Linked DNA regions of Mus musculus: regions 2, 3 and 4 are each linked to region 1. A link is a contact called in public HiCAR-type and promoter capture Hi-C data. All regions are on one chromosome and are shown on one strand. The core of a region is the stretch at or near the end of the contact, and the rest is flanking DNA. Distances in the headings are between cores, read along the strand shown.

What was found. Promoter capture Hi-C pulls out the DNA fragments that hold promoters and counts their contacts. HiCAR-type assays count read pairs that join an accessible place to other places.
Region 2: a contact with region 1 is called in a promoter capture Hi-C map of liver, with 2.7 times the contacts expected there. The contact joins the enhancer-like site here to the promoter of Sfrp4 in region 1. A contact is called at or near these places in 4 of 39 promoter capture datasets (hippocampal neurons, liver and pre-B cells) and 2 of 9 other capture datasets (adipose tissue and liver).
Region 3: a promoter capture Hi-C map of hippocampal neurons shows a contact between it and region 1, with 5 times the contacts expected there. The contact joins the promoter of Yae1d1 here to the promoter of Sfrp4 in region 1. A contact is called at or near these places in 3 of 39 promoter capture datasets (the 3T3-L1 cell line, embryonic stem cells and hippocampal neurons) and 1 of 115 datasets of contacts at active chromatin or transcription factors (astrocytes).
Region 4: a HiCAR-type map of astrocytes shows a contact between it and region 1, with 5 times the contacts expected there. The contact joins the promoter of Sugct here to the promoter of Sfrp4 in region 1. A contact is called at or near these places in 1 of 39 promoter capture datasets (hippocampal neurons) and 2 of 115 datasets of contacts at active chromatin or transcription factors (astrocytes and embryonic stem cells).

The regions. Positions count from the first base shown.
Region 1 is chr13:19,621,163-19,624,627 of GRCm38.p6, forward strand. Sfrp4 (secreted frizzled-related protein 4) reads left to right here and starts at 2,013. Exons shown (of 6, transcript NM_016687.3): 1 at 2,013-2,715. The coding sequence starts at 2,271.
Region 2 is chr13:21,023,383-21,026,627 of GRCm38.p6, forward strand. It overlaps Aoah (acyloxyacyl hydrolase), which reads left to right. Exons shown (of 21, transcript NM_012054.4): 21 at 1-872. Among named protein-coding and RNA genes, the nearest start is that of Gm32242, 14 kb to the left of the region's middle. Within about 2 kb of position 1,664, at least 4 of the 459 cell types and tissues checked have an H3K27ac peak or open chromatin away from gene starts, as enhancers often do. A contact at or near this core is called in liver, where this site is marked.
Region 3 is chr13:17,991,374-17,994,715 of GRCm38.p6, forward strand. Yae1d1 (Yae1 domain containing 1) reads right to left here and starts at 1,978. Exons shown (of 3, transcript NM_025904.3): 1 at 1,808-1,978; 2 at 255-376. The coding sequence starts at 1,933.
Region 4 is chr13:17,692,947-17,696,066 of GRCm38.p6, forward strand. Sugct (succinyl-CoA glutarate-CoA transferase) reads right to left here and starts at 1,819. Exons shown (of 14, transcript NM_138654.3): 1 at 1,693-1,819. The coding sequence starts at 1,786. Mplkip (M-phase specific PLK1 intereacting protein) reads left to right here and starts at 2,467. Exons shown (of 2, transcript NM_025479.6): 1 at 2,467-2,874. The coding sequence starts at 2,539.

The sequences.
Region 1 (3,465 bases), core at 763-3,262:
AAAATCCTGAGAGCAGCAGGCATGTAGGAGGGGAGAAAGGAAGAATAGGGAGCCCAAATGGGAGTCACCCCAGAGAAGCACCCAACTAGAGGACAATGGCTTTAGTGCTAAAGCTGCAAGCCTTTTGGGAGGGCAGGAAGAGGAAGGACAATTGACAAGAATTTTCGGACAAGTCCCTCTGCTCTGTATAACATTATGAAAAACAGGGACAGACTGACTATCGGTGGGCCTGATAGGTAGAGTTCCACATTGAAGGTAGCTTCCTTAGGCTGAGTGTGAACTTGGAGTGAGCGCAACAATGAGCTCTACCCCTCTGTCCCAAATTCCTGTCTTAATAGTTTCCTTCTTTTAGTTCTTTTCTTGTTTTCATTTAGTGTTGGGAGGAACCTAGGGTCTCATCTATACTGGGTTGGAGAAAGAGGTGGGAAGTTTTTATCCCTCTGTCTGTCTCTGTCTCTGTCCTTCTGTCTTTCTATACCCCCTCTCTTCTCATTAGAAAGTTAATCTAATGATCTTTTTTGCTCAGTGTGTGTGGTGCGGGGAGGGGGGCGGTAGACTAGGTTTGGGATTTCACTACCAGAAAAGGCATGAGGTGCCTTTTGGCCACCCCCTTCTGCTTGATATTTTCCTATGGCATTTGGCATCTTTGGGACTTGAGACCTATTCAGTAGGAAAGCAGAATGCCTTTATGGATTGCTCGGGATGAATAGGTACTTTACACAGATCTAAATAGTATCTGATCTCATAGGATCATTAATGTCTTCATAGTGTTTGTCTCTATACCTTACACAATAAGGATGACAAATGCAGTTGTGGTTTTTTTGTTTGTTTGTTTTTTGCTGTTTTTGTTTTGCACAGCTGTTTTAATCCTCAGTCAGATTCACACCTAAGCTAACTTGTGGGCCTCAGCGTTGGAGGGAGAGGCAAAAGAACTTCCTTTAACCCAGGTTTCAAGCTCAACCATACCTTTAAAGATTAACACTCAGAGAACATGTTTTCTTATTGTCAACGATGAGAGCAAGTTTACATCGGAAGTCTTGCTTTCTGATTGGCAGGCATTTGGTGTAAACTTGCAACAGTAACAGCTCTTTTCTGTGAACCAGCATTGATTTTCATGTCTCTTTCTAAAGCAAAGAAGAGGAAAGTAAACATGCACGCTCGCTTTCCAAAGCTAGTGAGTTCTTAGTCAAGTAAAATAACGGGCAATTTAGCAAAGATCACGCTGGTGGATTGGGAAAATCTTTCAGCATGCAGCATCTCAAGTTATCTTTGTTTTCTTCTGTTTTCCAGTCATGTTGGGCTCAGAAATTAGTATTTTAGAGAAAGTAGCGAATAGAGAAACTCCTCCAACACAGAGATGCTCTTGCACCCCTGGGCAGTTCCAAGTTCCTGGAGCAGTCACAAACCAAATGCCTGGTAAAAATCTGAGCCAGAACTAAGTCTAGTGGCCACAAAACAACATCAGTAGCAACAATAGCAAACTCCGCACAACTCAGGGTGGTCTAGGGAAGGCTTATATAAACTGCCAGTGCTAGTTCCAACACCTACTGTGCTAGGCTTTCCCTGATCCACACTGCCCTCATAGCTGAGGCACCTCTCTCGCCCCCTATGGGAAAGGAAAAACAAGTGTTTCGAAATGAAAGGGCAACAACAGGGTCACGTTGCTCCAGTTGCTCCAACTCTGAACTTAGGGAAACTTTAAGGCCGACTTAGCAAAGTCTCCCCTGCACAGGCTTTTATCCAGAGTCCCAAATGGCTGAAAGCAAGATGCTCCTTTTCTTGATCTGAAGAAAAAAGACTAGCTGACGAAAAAAAGGATGGACTTTGGGGGGAAATGCAGAACTATGGCCCTTGGCTGTGGAGCGGCCGAGATGATGTCATCGCTTCTGCAGGAGAGGCTGGGGGTGGAGCAGCGGAGTGGGAGCCGGCTTTGCTCTCGCCGCTGCCAAGGCTGCTGAGCCCACGTCAGGGGACGCGTCTGGATAAATAGGGTTCCACAATGGCCGTGGCCCGCTGCGCTCCGAGCTGCGGGACTCGAGACTGGAGCTTCCCGCGGGGGTCGTTGCTCTGGAGGCTGAGTGCTGGCGCTGCCAGTGCCGGTGCGCCCAGGGGTGATCGACGGCCAACCCCCCAGAACTCCTCATCAGTGCAGACTGGAGCTCCAGCAGGAAAGCTCACTCCACTGCCCCTAGGTAAAGAGATAAGGAGGTCAACGGGGCTGGAAGAAAAGGGTCCTCCCAGCAGAGACTGCAGCCCAGGAGGACAGTGCCATGCTCCGCTCCATCCTGGTGGCGTTATGCCTGTGGCTGCGCCTGGCGCTGGGAGTTCGCGGAGCGCCCTGCGAAGCTGTGCGCATCCCCATGTGCAGGCACATGCCCTGGAACATCACCCGGATGCCCAACCACCTGCACCACAGCACTCAGGAGAACGCCATCCTGGCCATCGAACAGTATGAAGAGCTAGTGGACGTGAACTGCAGCTCTGTGCTGCGCTTCTTCCTTTGTGCCATGTACGCACCCATCTGTACCCTGGAGTTCCTGCACGATCCCATCAAGCCCTGCAAGTCTGTGTGCCAGCGCGCACGTGACGACTGCGAGCCCCTCATGAAGATGTATAACCACAGCTGGCCAGAGAGCCTGGCCTGCGATGAGCTGCCGGTCTATGACCGTGGAGTTTGTATCTCTCCAGAGGCAATAGTCACTGACCTTCCAGAAGGTAAGAGAAGAGGAGGTATCAAGGAGGCCAAGAGATTCTAGGGAACAAACACACTCGCATGAGAAGCAGATGGTGTCTGCTTAGAGCCCACCAGCTCCTGTCCCAGCCTTGGGGGAGGTGAAGGGCCCAGAAGTTTATCTCTCAGGGATTTCTCAGGGGAGAGAAACAGCTCCCTGAAGGACATGGAGAATAAGGTTGTTGGAGAATAACCCATTTAAGTGTCTAATATAAGGTAAATAAAGGAAACAATAGCTTAAGCAAAGAAAGCTGGTGCTTGAGACAGTCCCAGCACGTGGTGGCTAATATGTTCTCATTCCATGCTGACCGGGAGTTCTTTCTCGAAGAGCAATAATAGCTCCGGCTTCCCACCCGGCGGCGTAAAGTTTGTAAATGTAGTCGCCCTGGTTAAACTCCACTCTGTGCCTATGTTGTGGTCACTGAGCAGAGCCCTGTGGCATGTTGGTTAATCTGATCCTGTGTCACTTCCTCCGTTATTTTCTTTTATGCTGTTTTACTGTTACTGTTGGAAGGGACACTACGAATTCATTTCTTGAAATGAAACCTGAGAACATTATTGCATTATTTTATTGAGGCTTCCCCTAAGTCAGATCATCCTCTATTTAAAGAGGCTGCGCCTAGGATATGAGTTAAAGGGGGTGGGCGTGATTTATCAACCTTGCTTTAAACGGTTCTCTTATTTGGAATACTAGAAAAAAAGTTCACATTAGACAACTGCTTCAACTTTGTTAA
Region 2 (3,245 bases), core at 414-2,913, 1.4 Mb after region 1:
CCCTCCCACCTGCTCATTCCAGGGGCTGCTGTGCAACAGGCCCAGAAGACCTTCTTCAGCAGCCTCTCTGCAGACCACTTTCCTCTCAGTTGGGGACAGACCTTAATGGCAATGTCCATTAACAGCAATGTCCTTTGCTTCCCACAGCAAGTCTTCTCTGTTCAACTCTGAAACACTTTTTCCAATTTTTTATTAGGTATTTTCTTCATTTATATTTCAGATGCTATCCCGAAAATCCCCTTTAAGCTGATTATCTTGGGTATTTGTTATAGTAATGAAAAACTTACGTCACAATAAATAATCTAGAGATGATTGAAAGTACATAGGCATGTGTAGGTTATATACAAATACTATATACCATTTTCTACAAGGATCCTGATCAGAGTTCCTGTGCATATATGAACTTCAATCTGTACTAGAGTCTTCTCTCCATCTCTGTGGGCAATTGACTCCAGGACTTGCAAGGATACCAGGGTCTGAGGACATTCAAGTTCCTTGTAAAGGGAAGTCTAGCAATCACTTTCTTTTCTGTGTCTCACTTTCCTCAGCCTTTTCTGAGATGCCACAGATTTAGGGTTCAATCTTTGTACGCCCAGAGGTACCCCTGTGCTTGGTGTAGCCCACAGGTATGAGACAGTTGGCCCCACAGTGGCAAGTAGGAACTATTGAAATCATGCACAAGTCTCCTCAGTTACTGGCATTTGGTGGACTTCTTACATCAGCCCCCTTAACCTACAACAATGACCTGAACACATTCTTATAGCAATGCTGGCCCACCCCCACCCCTTACAGCCCTGATTCTCTTGTCCTGCTTCCAAAATAAACTGTCTGCACTCCAATATTTGCCTCAATAAAGTCAAAGTTCTAAGGTTGGTGTGGGCATAATTGTGTCATCAAGAGTTCACAATTCATGCTTTATCATTAAATGTATTTCTGGCAATGAAATACTAGGTACCATTAGGAACCAAATCTACTCACCAGGCACACCTGAGGCCTGGAAGCCAACATCACCAACTAGCCTCCAGTTCCATTCATCTCATATCTTGTTCCTCATCCATGGCCCATGTGCTGGTTAACCTTTGTCCACTTGCCACTAACTGGAGTTATCTGGGAAGAGAGAACCTCAGCTGAGGTATTGTCTCCATAAGATTCACCTGTGGACAGTTCTATAGGGCATTTCTTGATTAGTGATTGATGTGGTTGACTACCAATTATAACAGACAAGCCTAGCCCAGACCTGGTGTCACTACCCCTGGTGGTCCTGTGTTGCATAAAAAAACAGACTAAGCAAGCCAAGAGAAGCAAGCCAATAAGCACTGCTGCCTTTGCCATGGCTTCCCATGACAATGGACTGTAACTCATAACCTGAAAACATTATGTTGGAAACACCATGCTTCCACAAGCTTCAAAATGCATGTGGACACATTTTGAAGGTCTCTCCTGGGGCCTTGGAAGGTACACTGGGAATTTTCAGTCATCCTAGCAGCTTCAGCTCCATTCATGGGTTGTTTGCCAAGACTTATGTAAGCTTTGGTGGGGGAGGGAGCAATAACTTTAAAAATGTTACACCATTCATTTCCCTCACAGCACCATTCTCGGTTGAGCACAACCTGAGCATGTGCCCTGGAGGCAGATCCACCAGAGGCACTGACGTACTACCAGGGACTACTCTTTAAAGGAGACGATAAGAACGTGGGAGATGAGTTTGAGAGTGCAAGGCTTGGGTGTGAGTCTGGAAGCCGAGCATGCTTACTTTCCAATGTGTCCTCTTATGCAATCTTGTCAATCACACAACTCATTTCAGTGTTTTGGCATCTCATATTACTTTTAAGCACCAGTACTTGTTACAATGTAATTTTGTTACTGGTTTTATTTGAAATCTTAATCATTCCGTCTCAATAAAGCTCAGAGAGTCCTGCACTAAAACTGCTTATTGCTTTAACAAGAAGTCTATCCACTTCTCTTCATTCCAAAGCATCTATAGTTGAGGCTAGAGAGGTGGCTTAGTGGCTAAAAGCACTGACTGCTCTTACTTTAATTGAATGTGGCACCTGCATCAAGACTCACAACTATCTGTAAATTTGGTTCCAGTGGATCTGACACCCTGCTCTGGGCTGTCACAGGTACCAGGATACATGTAGTACATAGTCATGCATGCAAGTGAAACACCTACAAATAAAATAATTTCTAAAATTTTCACTGCATCTCATTGCTGTTCCCAAAATACACATGAAGTTGGTTGTCTTTTATTGCTTTGCTGCTGGGTGAGGGGAAGGGAAAGCTAGCACAGAATTTTATTTTAAGGTCTTATCTTCCAGATGGCCAAAGGGACCAGACTTATGATAAAAGTTGTAAGGACCAGGCTAGAGAGATGGCTCAGTGGTTAGGAGTACCTGCTGTTCACAACCACCCATAGCTACAGAAATCCAACTCCCTCTTCAGACCTCTCATGTGGTACATATAAATACATGCAAGCAAAACACTCCTCATATAAAGTGAATTAGTCTTTATTAAAGGGAAAAACCTGCATTTAAGGGAAAAATGTGAGGAATCCAGTGGAACTGAATAGGAAGGCTGTCAGAGTAAAGAGGAGCTCAAGGGTCCTTCTTCCTGGCACTGCCAAGAACCCTGCCTAGAGTCTCTTACAGAGTTACCTTGCTGTGTAATTGAACCATGTAATACTCTGCTCTCTGTCACTCTCACAAAATAGCTGTGATAATTAACTTATATTAAGAGCAGATTTGTTTTGACTCATAGTTGTTTAGTTCTGCACATGTTCAAATGGACTCATTGTTGAGATCCCAAGACGGGGCCGTGTATCTTGTCAGAAGACTGTGGTAGAGCAAAACCTCTCGTGACAGAGCTAGGAAGCAAGAGCAGAAGAAGAGGCCAGGCTGTTAGAATATTCTGCAGCAGCAGGCACCCAGCCACCTAAAGCCTTCTCACCATGCTTCACCTCTTTGAAGCTTAACCCACTCCCCAAAACCCCAGGCACCAAGCCTTTAACATCTAAGCCTCTGAGAAATGTTTAGCATCCTAAGAATAGCACAGCAACTCCAGCTCCAGACTGGCTCAGCCCAAGAGGGCACTAATGGCTGAGACCTGAGCCCTGACCAGATTCCTGAGCGCTGAGGAATCAAGGGGCACAAAAGAACCGTTGACCCTATGTCTTAATTAAGGTTTTATTGCTGTGAAGAGACACCAGTTCAAAGGCAACTTTTATAAAGACAAACATTTAACTGGGG
Region 3 (3,342 bases), core at 728-3,227, 1.6 Mb before region 1:
GTACACTGTAGCTGTCTTCAGACACTCCAGAAGAGGGAGTCAGATCTTGTTAGAGATGGTTGTGAGCCACTATGTGGTTGCTGGGATTTGAACTTCAGACCTTCGGAAGAGCAGTCGGGTGCTCTTACCCACTGAGCCATTTCACCAGCCCCCGAAAAACACTTTTAAACACTGAATTTTTACATATTACCTCTATTAAAGACCTTCATTAGAATTGTGGCTAAATGATTCATCATTTAAAATTTTAAAATTACCTCAGTGTTCCTCTAAGGAGTCCATAGTTTATAATGACGTCTGCACCCTCTTTGTACCCTTGATTGAAGCCCCGTTGAAGAGTAAGTGCTTTGCCGGCATCTAGCCCATCTCTGTAACCCTCCTAAAAAGAAGAAAAAACCCAGTTGTAACTGACACCAAGTGAGTCTTCTCAGGAAAAGCACTGAACCAATTTTGAAGACAAATTTAGGTTTGTACTATATTAACTGAATTATGATATGGCAGAGACATAAATCCAAAGCAGAATGTTTCTCCTAAAATCTTATTATTGGTTCATCTTTCCTTGTCAGATCTGTCTTATTTTTTTAAAATGTTTTCCAGGCTGGCCTGGAGCTCCTTATCCTACCTTCCTCACTCTCCTAATCGATGACAGGCAGATGCCTCGATGCCACACGGGGAAGTCACTTTGGAAATCTAGGGTTACTGTGCAAACATTAAATATCAGTTGTTATGTTTTTTTTAAAAACTGTGTTAGCAAGGTCTTCACAGAAATGGGAAACTACATGTCTGGTCTCTTGGTAACGGACTAGAATAGGATAGATAAGGAGGCTGGCAAGGCCTGGGAAGAGGGAACTATTTTAGGAACAGTGAAGAGGAAGTCTGATTTTAGAAATCTAATCTAAACTGTGGCATAGAGATTTGTCTTATTATTATTATTAGTTTAGCCCTGGATTCCTATGGTATTTTTGTAATGATATGATGGTTGCTGGGCTCAACAAATATGAACTTACTGGAACATTAAATTAGGGTTGACATAACTGCAGCTTTAAGAGGGTAATTTAATGGCTAGTATATTGGGTGGATGCAGTTCTTATCTTTTAAACAGTTAAGTAACATATATTTACTTATTTTTCTTGAGGGAGGCATTTATTTACTTCCTTGAGCGTGAAGGTCAGAAAATAACTTCCAGAAACCCATTCTGTCCTTCCACAAAGTACGTTCCAGGGATCGAACGCAGGTCTTTATACTCTGGAATCCACCCCCATGTGGAGACAGATCTTAGCAAGTAGTTCTCACCCAGAAAAAGCGCCGATTCTACCCAAATAGTACTAAGCAAGTTTCAATGAATGGCAAGACAGGTCCGGATTGAATAACGCATTTAAAGTAAAGCTGGAACAGTATTCCCTTCTCTACCTCCCCCTTACCTTCCCTTGACAACATTCTCAGTTCACCCTTCTCCAAGCCTTGATAACATCACGCCTAACTTTGGACTCTCTGTGACTGCGTTCTCTGCGGGCCATCAGCCTAGTGGGTGTGCATTTCTCCTCCTCTGCTCCCCCGACCCCAAACTGCACACTCTTGAGGGACTGAATAAAGTTCACGTTGTAGAGTAGGGTCAATGTCCCTGCTCCAAACCCGGTGGGGCTCCGAAAGAGCACCAAGAAACAACCAGGATTCTTAAGACCCGGCAACACTGGAGCGCGCTGGCTCGGAGACCCGCGCTCCTCCGCCCAGGCTTCTGCGTGCGTGCCCCTGCCAGGGAGCCCCCGGGTCCCGCCTGGGAGTCCCTTTCTCCCGCGTCCCGTCCATTTACTTGGACTCGTTTCCGCATGTGACCCTGCCATTCCCGCTGCGCTAACAGAGACTCGTCCGCTTCCTCGTCAAACACGTCCTGGTCTCCAGGGCTCGCGTTCTCCGGAGCCGCTCGAAACCAAGACATCGCCCGGAACACCACGAGTCCCGGAGCCGCCGGAAACCCGGGCAAGTGCTTCCGGTTCGGGGGGCGGGACGAAAGGACAAGGCGTGGGACGGAGGGGCGTGTGCGGCTCCCCTTGCGGCTTGGAGGCTAAGGGTTGGGTCTCTTCCTACGCCTCTGGGATGGGCAGCGTGGGGCTAGCTGGGTGCTGCAAGCTAAGTCCCACCATTCAAGGGCTGAGATTCAGTTTCTGCAAGTGCTGAAGGCATTGGACGCCCACGTGCAGCCAAGAACTTTAGAATGTGAAAGCTGATTCTAGGATCGGTTTGAGATTAAGTAATGGGAACACTTTTGTAAAACCAGCGTCCATTGGCAATTTCCCTCTTAGCCTTTGACTAGGAGAGTTAAGGAATGTGGCTCAAGCATTTAGCAACTTCTGGCTGGGAGTTCATGTTGAAGAACTGCACATCAGTAGCGTTCTTGTTTTGTCATGTGATAACTGAATTTTTCTGACAATTTGTTTTGAATACCTATTTCGCATCACTCATCATTTTGGGACAGCGCACTATAGGAATAAAAGTTCTCAGTCCCAATGGACTTCCTATTAGTGTAGAAACGGCCAGTTAGCCAACAATACTTATAAGTAACTCATAGTTTGAAGACTGTAAGTGATATGAAAAAAGTAATCATTGTGAGGGAAGAGGAAACAGGTTACTGTTTTAGTTTATTTTACATTTTTGTCCTGAAGGCAAAAGTTTTGCCAATAAGGAATATATGCTCTGTCAATAAGTTATCCCCTACACAAAGTTATTACTTTTTATCTTCAGAGAGAATTTTGTATCCTATAAATGTATGTATAAAACCAAATATAAAATGTGATAAGGTGTATGTATATAGAGATCTTAATTAGAAGCAAAATGGCAGTATAGGAAGCCATAGAAATAGTGATTGAAATGAGTAAGATAGAAAACTTCTGTGAGTTGGCTCAGTGGGTAAAGTCCCAGGAACGGTGTCAATCACCAGGACCCACGTGATGGAAGGAGAGATTAAACTCCTACAAATTGTCCTCTGACCTACACACACACACACACACACACACACACACCATATGAAAACAAATGCAATAAAAAAAATCCAACTCAACCCTTGCATGATAAACCCTAAAGGACAGGGTCTGAAGAGATGGCTCAGCAATTACAAACACTTGCTGCTCTTCTGGGGGATGTTAACTTGGTTCTGGGCATCTACATACAATTGGGTGATGGCTCACAACCACCTGTGACACCAGCTCCAGGGAGTCTCAAGCCCTCTTCTGGCCTCCAAAAGTGCTTGTGCACACATGGCATACATGCATACAAATACATACACATATAAGTAAAAATAAATATTAGAAAACAGATAATCTTGTCCTGCCTCTTATTAAAAAGAGCGAA
Region 4 (3,120 bases), core at 569-3,068, 1.9 Mb before region 1:
ATTATTCTTGCCAAATTTTTCATTTGAAAGAAAAAAGTCTCTAAAGGGATTAACATTGGTCTTGAGTTTCACATAATTATTAAAGATTCAGTTTGGGACAATCATTGTCTACACTTTCAAATGCGCTGGGAAGAACACTGGCTTAATCTACCTGGCAACATTCCCCCTGTATTTCTTCTTCTCCCAGGTTTTTAGTGTATTGTGTGGATAGATTCCGGGGACTAGGAGTGCACTGATGCCCAACAGTAAAGAGCCCATTCTGCATGCACAGGCCCTGGATTCAGTTCCATTCTAGAAGCAGAATTCAAGTGAGAAGGTAATTCATATAGGGCAAGCTGAGACCCAATTCTGCATTATTTTCTGCCAGTTATAAAAATAATAATAAACATACTTTTGGTGCCTACCACCCCACTTCTCAGCTTCCTTCATAAGGCAGATTATTGACTCACTGACATGTATGTGTGAATAAATATACATTCATAAGTATGACTGCTCAAATGCTAGATTCTAAGCTAGACAAAGAAAAGATAAAACAGAAATTATGGCCAGTAAAGAACAATATAAATGTTAGATAAGCTGTAGTGTGCAGGCGCTAAAATATCATTACATCCTGATGATGACATTATCCCTCCATGATTATACAATTTGTCTTCAGAAATAAGAAATGTGGTCGAGCCTGGGTTATGTATTGAAACCTTGTCTCAAAAAAACAAACAAAGAACAAAACAACAAAATGAAGCAAAACAAAAAAAGTCGAACTGAATTATCCAAGAATATAGCAGGGGCATGAAAAAATTAAACAACCTCACCCCCCCCCATAAGCCCTTGTGTTTATGTCTCCATTAATAAAGAATAAAGCTGAGGATATACTCTATAGTTATGTCACCGAAGATGTCAGAGACTGAAGGCCAAAATGCTTCAGAAAGATGCTATGGATGAATGAAAACCTTAGGCCAGGCGCTGAAGAGATGACTCAGTGGTTAAGAGCACTTACTGCTCTTTCAAGAGGATTTGGCTCAGTTCCCAGCACTCACAAGGTAGCTCACAACCACAATTTTCTCCAGTTCCAGGAAATCTGATTCTTTTTTGATCTCCAAAGGCATCAGGTACGTTAAATGGTGCATGTGCATACACGCAAACAATACACTCACACACACAAAAATCTAAACCAATAACCCCCTCACATATCCACGGTCTAATGTGATGAGTCCTAAAATCCCAAGTTGATTTTAGTATCTGAAGGAGTTAGGGAAAGACCACAAAACTCTTCTACAGGAATGTCTAAGACAGGTATCTTATGCAGAAGATAGCATTTTTTAATTATCCCGTTTCTTTATAATTACAAGATTTTTAAGTTTGGGGTATGTTTTCGTGGGTTTTTTTTTCCCCTTTAAATTTCTGTTTCTACTTCCTAACCTCGTCAACTTCCATTTTACAAGAACGTAAACGCAGGGTTCAAGTCCAGCATTAATTACTACAGGCTCGCTTAAGTTTTCAAGGCAGCAGTCTGCTTTCTAAAACTCAGCTTTTGGCGGGAGGTGCTGTTTCCTAAGTTACCAAACCTTGGGGGATTAGAAGCCAGGGGTGGAAAAGAGAAGCAGGGCACGACCATGGCCATGAGCCCTGCGACAGGAGCCCCCGAGGCGCGAGCGCTCCCCTCAGGGAGCCCGAGCGCTCAGTGTCAGTAGGTACCTGACTGCGGGCGGCCGGTCCACAGCCCCCTCCCGCCGGCCAGGCCTCGGCCGGGTCTCCGAAAAGCCACCGCCCTGGCCAGCATCCACAGCATCGCCCCTCAACCCCAGCGAGAGCGCCCCGCGACCTCCCTCCTTGACCTTAGGCCCCCTCAGCCCCGCCCCCCCAGCCAGCCCGGCCCCGCCGCCAGCCCCGCCCCCTCCGCAAAGACCCTCCCCCTGGTCGCCCTCGCACTCTTCCCCGCCCACCACGCCCTCCGCTTCCGCCCAGGCCTCCACCTCAGTCTCACTCGGCCCCGCCCCCTTGGACGATCCTGTTCAACCGAGTCTCTCGCCTCACACCCTTCGGCCCCGCCTCTTGGCTCATGGCCCCGCCCCCGAATCCGGCTGACGCTTCACTCCTTGCTTCCCGGAAGCCTCCAAGACGGATGGCCCTACCCCTCTGATCCGCCCTCTTCGGAACCCGCACGCCCCTCTCCCACCCTCACAGCCAATAAGGCCTGATGATCGGTTTCCTCTCTTCCGCTTCCGTCTTCGTGTACTGGGGGTCTCCGGGAAGACCGTTGACGACTGTGCTCGTGCTGCGGCCGGAGATTTAGTTTCCCCTTTACAGTCTTTCCTCCTCTCAGACACGCCCACCATTCTTCCATTGAGTGACCTGTTTACCTGCCCTCTTGCAGAAACTTGGTGAGATCGGAACCTTTGTGCAGCCGGAACTAAGGTGCGGTAGTCCGCTGGGAGCCGGAAGGGTGTATAAATAGAGGAATACCAGTTTCCTTCTGGCGGTTGATCGCAGAGGTTCCGGTGAGGCGTTCGGCGTGTGAGCTCTGCGGCTTCGTTTCCTGATATGCACCGACCGAATTTTCGACCCCCAACTCCTCCGTACCCCAGCCCGGGGATAGGAGGTTGGGGTGGCGGAAATAACTTCCGGGGTGCCCTGGGCGGGGGGCCGCGGCCGCCCTCCCCGCGGGACGGGTACGGGAGTCCGCACCACACTCCGCCCTGCGGGCCCCGGGCTAGGCCGTACGGGAGCAGCCAGTCTCCGCGGCACGGCGGCAACTTCTCGGGGGCCCGCTTCGGGTCTCCGTCCCCGGGCGGCTACCCAGGCTCCTACTCCAGGTCCCCCGCGGGGTCCCAGCATCAGTTCGGCTACTCCCCAGGGCAGCAGCAGACCTACCCCCAGGTAAAGACAATAGCTAGCGTTTGCCGAACTCTTCCTGTGATGGCAGACGTGATACGAAACATTCCCTTTCCGTGGATTGTTTAATCCTCCGATACTACGTTGGCCCAGTTTTGCAGATGAGTAACCTGAGGCGTAAAGAAATTATCTAAGACTACCATAAGTGGCGGAGCTCTAGTTCTCTGTCCACAGAAACTGCTCTCAGCCAGCATACCACATTCGTATACAAACTTCTTTAATCCTCCATTT